3 separate regions of the Mus musculus genome follow, and all the other regions are linked to region 3. The links are chromatin contacts, called in public HiChIP or PLAC-seq and promoter capture Hi-C maps. All regions are on one chromosome and are shown on one strand. Each heading gives the region's core, a stretch centred on a gene start, on an enhancer-like site or on the middle of the called end of the contact. The rest is flanking DNA. Distances are from core to core; before and after follow the strand shown.

Region 1 (3,260 bases), core at 337-2,836, 1.7 Mb before region 3:
AATAATACCTACCTCACAGGGTTGTTGTGAGGAATTAGATATTGTACGAAAAGTGCCTAGCACAGTGCCTGGCACACAATAGAGTAGGTGCTCAATAAATGGTAGCTATTATTATTATTATTATTATTATTATTATTATTATTATTATTAATTTACTCTAAACCAGCAAACTTTTAGGGTATATTGGGAAGAGAAAACCTTTGCAAAGATAGATATGAAGCCTTGAATGATAGTTCAGGAGTTAGAAGTTTTTGGGTTTTCGCTACTTAGAAGGAGATTGCTAGGAATAGTAGGGTTAGCAACCAGATTTAAGCACCCACCCACTTCCTTTCTGCCATAGAAGTCTCTGGCCTGTTTAGGCAGCAGGATGTCTCTGTCTCCTGAGAGAAAAACCAAATTTTCCTGATTTGGCAATAATCAGACAGCTGTTTGTGTCCAGGTTGGCTCTTCCTCATTCTCTCAGTTTGGATATCATAGGAAATCTTTTCTCTCCTTTTTTGTTTTTATGAGACAGGGTTTCTCTTTGTAGCCCTGGCTGTCCTGGAACTTGATCTGTAGACCAGGCTGACCTTGAACTCAGAGTGCTGCCTGCCTCTACCCCCCCCCCCCCCCCCGCCCCAGTGCTGAGATTAAAAGCATGTGCCACCACTGCACAGTTGAGAAATGGGATTTTTTTTTTTTTCGAGACAGGGTTTTTCTGTAGCCCTGGCTGTCCTGGAACTCACTTTGTAGACCAGGCTGGCCTCGAAGTCAGAAATTCTCCTGCCTCTGCCTCCCAAGTGCTGGGATTAAAGGAGAAATGGGATTTTAAAATCCCATGCCCAACTAAACTGGAGTAGAGGGCAAAAGGGGTCTCTTATGTAGCCTGGGCTGTCTTGAAACTCTCTATTTAGACCAGGATGGCCTCAAACTCACAGAGATGCTCTTGCCTCTGCCTCCAGAACTCTGGAATTAACGGCATACGTCACCATCACACCACAGTCACAGATTTAGCTGAGGAAAACATTAACGTTTAGCTGTCTTCCTTCCCAGCTTTTCTGTTTGGATAATTATCCCTGAGAAAGGGATCAGTCCAATCCTAGAATATATATAAAATACATACAAATAAATTTTATATATATATATAAAAACACACACACACACGTTTGGGAGAATCAAACGTGGTGTTTAAAAAAAAAAAAAAACAGTAAATTCAGCAGTAACAAGCTTATGCCAAGTTGTGTTTGTAAAGTAGCCAGTCTTCGAAATCTGGAGACAATAAAAGACTATAGTAATTCAAAATTTACAATTGGTTTCGACAAATAGCTTTGGTCTCTTAAAGCTACCCCACTTAACTAGGAACAGGAAGGGTCGCAGAGACTACACTTCCCGTGATTCTCAGTGAAGCAAACAATGGTTGGAGTGTATCACGACACGTGTTGCTTGCAAGGCGCACTAAAGCTGACGTCTTCTCTGTCTTGAAGGCTGTCGGTAGTTGTAGTTTTGTTGAGCCTAGGGCGCTCAGATGTGTCAGCTTGAAAGCTGCGGGGACTGACGGGACTTGTAGTCGCCGCTGGAGGCGAGCGCGCAGGCGCAGCTGCGATCGGGGCGGGGTGGGGCGGGAGCACTGCAGTGAAAGCCGAGGCAGCAGACAGGCGAGCTGGGGGCGGGCGGACATCTTGGGATCCGAGAGTGGCCAGGCCGGCCTTGTGGGGGCTGCTGACTCCAGGTGAGCTGGGAGGCTTGACTTAGAGGTCCTTATCAGGCGACGAGGGTGCTGTGGTAGCCTGCCTTGCCCTGCACGGTGCTGGGTGGAAAACTGCCCGCACCGGGGAGTGGCCTCAGCCTTCAGACCCGGGAGGGAGTAGACAACCGGGCGGGGGTGCCTTGGGCGCGATTGCAGCAAGGGCGGGGAGCAACGCCTTCCAGTGACCCGCCAGGCGTCTCCGGGAAGAGACTAGGGCTGGAATCCTAGAGCGGGAGACGCCGCGCGGCGCCCCATCCCTAGAATCCTGACAACCGCTCAACCCCGGGGTTTCCTATTTCCCCATCCCCCAGGACATTGACATCCCCTGGTGCCACTCCCTTGGACAGTGACAGGTCTCTCTCGAACACTGAGAGATTCCATCCTCCTGGTTTACCCCCACGGCTCTTGTACCTCAGACCTGTGACAGCCCCCGCATCCCGTGGTGACATCTCCCGGGCCTAGATGTCTTCTCCTCCCTCAGCTGAGAAAAACTCCACCAGCCCCCTATGCTTCACTAACAGAAGAGTAGGCCCTGTCTCTCAGCTTTCTCTTTTTCTTGTCTATCTCTTTTCGCTGTTTTTCGCTCCTCCCAAGCTCCTATGACCTTTGCCATAGGAGACCTTTAGGGACTCCCACAGCTGTATTTGGTGCTTTGGGGTCATCCTGGTCTTTTGCTAGCAATTCCAGCTAACCCTTTCCTTAACTAAATATTGCATTTTCGTCCAGGACACACACACACCGCCCCCCCCCCCGAGGTCACACACACCATCCCCCACCCGAGGTTGATACCTGTGGACTTGGTCCTTTGCTCAGCGCTCAACCTCCATTTTGCATTTTCTTTCTCACCTTCTTTGGACTTGTCACTGGGCTTCAAGGGTTAACTTTTCAGTTTCAAAAAGTCTGTTAAACTAACCTCAGTGAAATTAATATCTGGACTAATCCAGAAATCTAGAACCAGATTAACCCCGTTACTCAAATATTCTACCTTAATTTTGACCAAAATAATTTGGGCAGTCGAGGCATTCTGTTATCCCTGCCCATTGCTTGGTAAACACCAGGCCAGAAGTGACTGACTTGGCAGATTTGGAGACACAATTTAGATGGCAGGATTAATGCTACTACATACAGACCTAATTTTTGTCACACTTAGAAATTTTGAAAAGACAGTAACCAGAAATAACTGTAAAAGGGGCTCAGCATTGAAGAGTTCTTACTGCTTTTCCAGAAAACCTGAGTTCAGGTCCCGGCACATGTCATTTGGCTCAGTACCACCCTAACTCAGGCTTGAGGGGTGGAGGGCAGTGTTCAGTCTAACACCTAGCTTCCACACATACAGCACACTGGCATGTACCTGTGTGTCGGTAAAAATGAAATCTTTTAAAGAACTTATTAAGCGGGCCTCTGTTCCTTTGTCTGCTTATCTCTCTGCCTGGGAAAGATGTGCCTGCTTCAGCCACCTTCCTGGCTCTGTGTTAGAGCCTAAGGGCCTCTTCCCTCCCAGCCCCACCTCACCCTGCACACCCTTTCCTGGAAT
Region 2 (3,602 bases), core at 891-3,390, 1.7 Mb before region 3:
GCACATAATGCCATCATACACAGCCTTCTTCCATGCAGGTTCTGGAGACAGTTCTCAGGTTATCCGGGCATGGTGGCAAATGCCTTTACTCACTGAGCCACGATCTCACAAGCCCACAGACTTACTGTTGACAAAAGCAGTTCAATCAAGGAAAAGTTAGGGTTTTATTTTATTTTATTTTATTTTATTTTATTTTATTTGTAAGGTAAGGTCTTAGGCAGAGGCAGGCAGATCTCTGTGAATTCGAGGACAGCCTGGTCTACAAAGTGAATTCCAGAGCATCCAAGGCTACACAGAGAAACCCTGACTTGGGGAAAAAAGCCAAATGAAACAAAACAAAACAAACAAAAACAACAAACAAAACAAAAAGATAACAGTCCAGATTGATTTCAAAATCATGATCCTTCTCTTTGCCTCCCCCAAATAGTATTTAAAACACTTTAAAATTAATTTAAAGCCAGGCAGTGGTGGTGCACGCCTTTAATCCCAGCACTTGGGAGGCAGAGGCAGGCAGATTTCTGAGTTTGAGGCCAGCCTGGTCTATAGAGTGAGATCCAGTTCAGCCAGGGCTACACAGAGAAACCCTGTCTCAAAAAAAAAAAACAAAAAACAAAAAACAAAAAACAAAAAACAAAAACAACATCTGTTTGGCATTGGAGAGATGGCAGATGGCTAAGAGATTAAAGTCACTTGTTCTTGCAAAGAACCAGGGTTCCCAGCACCTCCATTGTAACTTACAACCACCCAAATTCCAGTTCCAAGGCATCTGCTGTCCTCTTCTGGTGTCTTTCAGCAGGTGTGCATGTCATTTATGTGCATTCATGTAGGCAAAGCACACGTGTACCTGTGAGAGTCAATACTCTCTTTCCACCACGTGGATCCCAGGAATTAAACTCTGGTTATCAGGTTTGTCAGCAAAGTGCTTTTTACCCTTACCCACTGAGCCATCCCTAATTGTGTGTGTGTATGTGTGTGTGTGTGTGTGTGTGTGTGTTTGTATTTGTTTGTTTTGCTTTTTTCCAACTCTGTGTAGTTCTCCTGCACCACCACTGCATGGCTCCAAATAGTAATTTTAACAAATGGTGTGAGTTATTGGGTGTCTATATGTAAAACAAACAAAAACTCTCTTACCTCAATCTCACAGTTCTGACTGCTCCCACCTACAGCACTCCTTAACTTCTTTTTGCAGAATTGGAATAGGGCATCTTTAGGAGTGCTTGTAAGGGTGACCCCAAATATACTTACCTTCGCTCACTTCCCGGGGTTCCCAGACTCTTCCCTCAAGATCCTAGAGGAGATTTTACAGATCTTCCTAATGTTTTGCAGTGAGAAACACGCGAAAATCCTGCCAATTTCAAGGAGCCTGTTTTTCTGAGCAAGAATGCCCCCACCTTAGGTGCTAGGCTGACGAATGGGAGGCGGGGACCACTGCTGTGACAGGAGCAGCCCCGCACCCTTGGGAAAGCTAGAAGGCTTTACTCTGGAGGCCCTCGTGCAAGGAAGCCGTCCTGCGCATCCTCCCCACTCCCAGAAAAGGAAGGGTATAACAACACTGCAGTGAAGGAGCCCAGGGTGCTTCCGGGTGGGAACGCCGCTGCAGTGATGGGGAGACTGGATTGAGGGCAACCGCTTTGGTGAGCACACAAACGAAGGCACATGCCGCGAAAGGGGAGGTTTCTGCAATAACCTATTTGCTTCTTGTGGGGGGCGAGGCCTAAATGGTTTCCGATGCGGTGATGAGGGAGGGTCACTGCAGTGAGCGGGAGTCCACCCAGGGCGGGGTGGTGGTGGGTGGGCCACTGCAGTGTTGGGAAGAGGGGGGGATGTGTTTGCAGACTCGGCCGCCCTGTTTTGCTCACGAAACTCCTTACCTCCAGAAGGATGGAGAGGGGGCGCTCAGCTTCACTGTGCCGTTGGTGGGGGTCGTGCAGTGGCTGGGGTACTGGCTCTCTGCACTGCGGTCTCTTGCCTGGCTCTGCCGGCCTGAGCTGACGCGCGGAGGCGGTGCGGTGCCCGAAGGAACTGAGCCGCAGCCCCCTCCGCAGTGGCGGGCGGGGCAGAGGCGGGCTGGAGGGGCGGCCTCTTGGAACCCGGGCGGGACTACCAGCCAGCAGCCCGGCTGGCGCCCCTCTCCCGACTCACAGGATCTCAGTGGTAGTTCCGAGGTGGATCGCGCAGGTGCAGGAACAAGGGGCAGTCTGGACATCAGAGGAAGCATCACCCACTCTTGTCTGGTCGCGACGCCCCACAACTCCACCAAGAAGTGACGGTGAGGCTTGGGCTGCCCAAAGGGAGGGGGCGATCCCAAGACCCACCCTGTAGCATCCCCTGTGGCTACCTAGTCTCAGGCCAGCCTGGGCGGGGAGAGCCGCTCTAGATCAGATGACATGGACTCCCGCTGCCGCGACACCTCTGCACATCTGACTTCCCGAGACGCATTTTCCCGTCCCTTTCTAGTTCTTCCTACTGCAACCTTTCAAGACGGTCTACAGCCTCTCTCAGTACTCCAGTCACGAAAGGCAAGGAGAGATAAAGACTGCAGCCTTTTCAGCTCCCGACCTCACCCTGTCCCTGGGGACCCTTGTGAGCTAGGGGCGCCTAGGGCAATGCTGGCCCTTTAAACCTTTGCTTTCCACCCAGAGTATCTTCCATCTCTCCAGAAGCACCACTTCCGACAGCTGGCAACCGTGGAGAGCCAGGAGGCAGGGGGCAGGTACGGGGGCGGTGGTGAGGCCCCGAGAAGGTGCAGGAACAGCTGTGGGCACCACCCCCCAAGCCCCCGGCTCGCAACCCGCAGCGGGACTGGAGGACGCCTGGACTGGAGGGTTAACCATTAACCCTCCATTCCCCCATTGCGGAGAGCTGTTCCCTGCTCCTGCTACCCAGGTAACGGGCGAGGATGCCCATCTTTCCATCCTTGCACACACACACACCCCTCTTGTTATCTGCCCCGCCACCTGTCTGCTTGGACGCTGCGGCTTGGGGGTGGGGGTGGGGGTGGGGGGGTCTCCCGACTCAGCCTTGCTCCCTCTGCAAGCTTTCATCCCCAGGTCCCCAGGTACCCGATAGGGTCAGGTGGCATAGCTAGTTTTCATGACGCTGGAGCGAGGTGCCCCTCATCCAGCCCCTGTTCACGCAGGGTGGGCACCATGCCTGGCCTGTACTGCCCCACCAGCTGGACGCCGCTGCCGCTCACCGACTCCTGCGTCCGGGCCTATGCCAAGGGACCCTGCCTCAGCCTGCGTGCCCGGCTTACCTACCACAACCCACAGCCCCAGCCGGTGGAAGGTGAGACCTGGTGCGGGCGCGGGGAGGTAGCAAATGCCAGGTGGGGTTCGAGAGCAGGTCTGCCTGTTCCTGCTCGCAGGCGTGTTCGTGTACCCTCTGGCTGAGGCGGAGGTGGTATCTGGCTTCGAGGCCGAGGCGGCCGGACGGCGCGTCTCCTTCCAGTTGCATAGCCGGCGCCGATCACAGGCCGCCTGCTGTCGCGCTCTGGGCCCGGGACTAGGGACCTCTACACCCCGCCGCTGCGCACAGGGTAAGCTCCGAGCCCGAGCCCGAGCCCGCGCCCTCGAATGCCAGCTCAGGTTCTTGCACCCTCG
Region 3 (3,398 bases), core at 887-3,386:
AATAAATCAGAAAGTCGATTTTTAGTACTTTTTCCCCCCAATTATTTCCAATTAAGTAGTCAGGTCAGCAGGATGTGTTGATTCACACCTTAAACCACAGCATTAGGGAGGCAGAGGCAGGCAAACGCCTGGGGTTGAGACTAGCCTGGTCTACAGAGCTAAGTTCCAAGACAGGGACATAGAGTAACTCTACCTCAAATATTGAAAATCACCAGAAGGTGCATCTTACTAAAAACAAAAAAACCAAACCTCTAACAGGAGTAACAATTTCTCAGCTCTTTCAAAATGGTACCCACTTTCATTCAATTGCTTTTTTTCTCCCTTGAGTAATGTGACCCACAGCTAATACTAGGAAAAATTTCCACAGGTATGATGATGCATACCTATTTAGTCCCAAAGCAACAACAAAAAACTATTTGCTTTTAATTCTAAACAGACTAACTTCAACTTCGGAAGGCAGGCTCAACATCGTAAGGTACATGTGGGTGAAATTAGGAGCTCAAACAATACGAACTTACAAGTTGGGATGTAGTTTAGTAGTAGGGGCTTGCCCATCACTGAGACTAGGTCCCATTCTCCATTATCAGAAAAACAACATTCTGTCCCACTCCCCCATCGCTTTCTTTCCTTAGGTAAAAGGCACGCACTGGTTGACACTGAACTTTAAATTGTCTTAGGGACTCATCTCCGTATATAAAAGATTACATCCGTTCAAATTACTCTTTTTGGGTTCAAGTTCACCATGGAAGTCCAAGAATGCTCTCTACCAAACCGTCAAAGGCCTTTTAGAGTTTACTAACCAAAAAAATAAACTGTGAACTAGTGGTTAAGTGTTCCTGTGAACTTTTTGCGAAAATAAAAACGTTAGTACAGGAAGGGCAAAACAGCCATTCTTATGATGCTTGTAAGCCGTTTCCAAACTGCAATTACCTGTTCACTGAGCCCTGGACTTCCGCATCTTCACGTGACAGTTTTTAATCTAAACTCTACAGCCACGCCACATGCGCCTCATTTGTTCAGCTTTGGGGCTGGGTCTAGTCCAGGCCCATTGTATACAATCTAATCAACCTCTACCGATTTTCACCCTCTGGGAGGTGGAAGCTTAAAAATAAAATCCCGTCGACTTCAGAGTTTAATAGCGCCATCAATTGTCGCCAATGGTTTCTCCTTCCCAAGTCCCCCCAGGGGTAGGGAGGCTCTATACAACAACGCCTAACGACCTTGCGTTCTATTCCAGTAAGCTCTCAACAATGGGAGAAACGCTGTAGCACAAAGCCCTCCAACTAACGGGGCCCCCAATCCCCCTCAGCCGTTTCCGTCTCCAGATGCTCCAAGAGCCCCCTACAGCTAGCTGTCCCTTACCGGGACCAGGAGGCCCTCCATCAACCGAAAAGCATCAGTCAGTCCCCATAGGCTCCCGGCCACACGTGGCTTTTCTCCGCTTCACCCTTGGACCCCGGGTGGCGAGGCGGCAAAGCCTGGCTGCAGGGAGCGGCGGCTCCGCCATTTTGTGCCTCTGGCAGCGCGCCCGGCCCGCGAGCCCAAGATGGCTGCGGCGCGGCTTCGCAGGAGAGCAACGGCGAAAGAAGATACCGTTCCCATCCCCCAACGCCGACGGACGCCGCGGCCATCTTTAGCCTCCCCCCGCCCCGTAACGGGGGGAAAGGAAAAAAAAAAAAAACGGTCGTGGCGGGTGCGAGGCACACAGCCCGCCCGCGGCCTCCCTCCGACGAGAAGCGCCGGCCACCAGGCCCTCCGGCGCCCCGGCTCCCTCCGCACGTCAGGCTCCCGACACCCGGCTGCACCGGGCCGAGAGGCCTAGAAGAAGTAGCAGGGTGGGGACCGCGGCCGCCCGCGCAACTCCGCGCTTACCCGCTCGCCGTAGTTCTGCTCGCCGCTGTCGCTCATGACTCCGGGTCGCTGTCACCGCTACGGGCCTTTCCTGAAGCTGTCAAGCTCCCGCCTTCCTTACAGAGGCTCCGCCGCAGCCTAGCGCGACGCCACACTTTTGCGAGGAGCTCGAAGCCGACACGCTCCGCACCACCTCCGCACCGGTCTAACACTGCCGGATGTGACGCCACGCTCTTTAACCTGGTCCCACCCACTCCCCCGAAGGCGCGCTTTCCTGGCCCCTCCCACTTCGACGCGCCTTCCAACCGCTTTCTCCTGCAGGGGCGCTTCCCAAACCGGACGTGACGTCTACCTTACCGCCCTGCCCCTCCCCTCCCCTAGTACCCGGCCACAGCGTGGCGGGAAAGTGTGCGCCTGCCTTTGGGCGTCTGTTGTGGTCTCCTCGGGACACCGTGATGTCCGTAGCCTTGCCACACTCGTTTCTGGAACCTTCTAGAGAACCGTCCTGGGTGGAAGAAGAGAAGAGATGGTTGTACATTCCTCCATGCCTTTGTTCTGTCTCACTAGTTTCCTCTCCTTTTGTTCTCTCATGATCTAGGAGAGAACACAGCCACACACTGGATTCTCACCTCCCGTTTATTTAGACTTAATTCTAGAGCTTTCCTTCCTAAATAAAACCTCCATTTAAAACTCTCGCAATTTAAACCGGGCATTAATGGTGCATGCCTTTAATCCCAGCACTAAAGAGGCAGAGACAAGCAGATCCCTGAGTTTGGGGACAGCTTGGTCTACACGGAGAAACCCTAGCTCAAAGCAAACAAACAAATTGAGGTTTGAGACAAAGCCTCATTGTGTTGCCTGGGTTGACCTTGAACCCACCGTGTATGTTATATAGCCTAGGCTGATGTTAGGAATGTATTAACCCTTCTGGGTCAGCCTCCCAAATCCTGGGATTATAGTTATGAACTATCAATCCTATGGCCTGGTGTGGTAATACACGCCTTTAAGGCGGATCTCTGTGAGTTCCAGGTAAGCCGAATATACAAAGCGAGTTCCAGGACAGTCAGGATTACACAGAGAAACCTGGTCTCATTCCCCACCCTGACTCCCACCTGGGGAAATGGAAAGGAAAGAAAGAAATGGAGAAAGGAAAGCCAGGCAGGGTGGTGCACACTTGTAATCCTTGTAATCGCAGCATGAGAGGTGAGCCCAAGGACAGTTAGCTGTTTAAGGCCAACCTGGGCTACATGAGCGGGCCCCCTTCAAAAAGTGACACAAAACAGAAAATAATTCAAGAGAAACGGGCCTGTAGTAATGGATTTCTGTTTGGGAGAAGCCGCCTGCCCTCTAGCCTCTAAGGATAGCATGAAAGAACACTGAAGATATCTATAGAAAACCATGCCAAATGAGTTCTTGAGATGAATACCATTTTGACAGTCTTCTTGTTTGGTTTGGTTTGGTTTTTTTTTTTTTTTTTTTTTTTTTGGTTTTTCGAGATAGGATTTCTCTGTGTAGCCCTGGCTGTCCTGGAACTCACTCTGTAGACC

What was found. Promoter capture Hi-C pulls out the DNA fragments that hold promoters and counts their contacts. HiChIP or PLAC-seq counts read pairs in DNA pulled down with a chosen protein or histone mark.
Region 1: a promoter capture Hi-C map of pre-B cells shows a contact between it and region 3, with 5 times the contacts expected there. The contact joins the promoter of Ap2m1 here to the promoter of Tra2b in region 3. A contact is called at or near these places in 1 of 39 promoter capture datasets (pre-B cells) and 1 of 9 other capture datasets (liver).
Region 2: a FOXA1 HiChIP or PLAC-seq map of pancreatic cancer cells shows a contact between it and region 3. The contact joins the promoter of Vwa5b2 here to the promoter of Tra2b in region 3. A contact is called at or near these places in 2 of 39 promoter capture datasets (cranial neural crest and liver) and 1 of 115 datasets of contacts at active chromatin or transcription factors (pancreatic cancer cells).

The regions. Positions count from the first base shown.
Region 1 is chr16:20,533,894-20,537,153 of GRCm38.p6, forward strand. It overlaps Ap2m1 (adaptor-related protein complex 2, mu 1 subunit), which reads left to right and starts at 1,587. Exons shown (of 12, transcript NM_009679.3): 1 at 1,587-1,708. Dvl3 (dishevelled segment polarity protein 3) reads left to right here. Exons shown (of 15, transcript NM_007889.3): 15 at 1-120.
Region 2 is chr16:20,588,013-20,591,614 of GRCm38.p6, forward strand. It overlaps Vwa5b2 (von Willebrand factor A domain containing 5B2), which reads left to right and starts at 2,141. Exons shown (of 20, transcript NM_001384105.1): 1 at 2,141-2,886; 2 at 3,140-3,288; 3 at 3,368-3,538. The coding sequence starts at 3,150. It overlaps Gm35685 (predicted gene, 35685), which reads right to left and starts at 2,590. Exons shown (of 3, transcript NR_168482.1): 1 at 1,872-2,590; 2 at 1,246-1,288; 3 at 1-124.
Region 3 is chr16:22,263,869-22,267,266 of GRCm38.p6, forward strand. It overlaps Tra2b (transformer 2 beta), which reads right to left and starts at 2,137. Exons shown (of 9, transcript NM_009186.5): 1 at 1,873-2,137. The coding sequence starts at 1,908.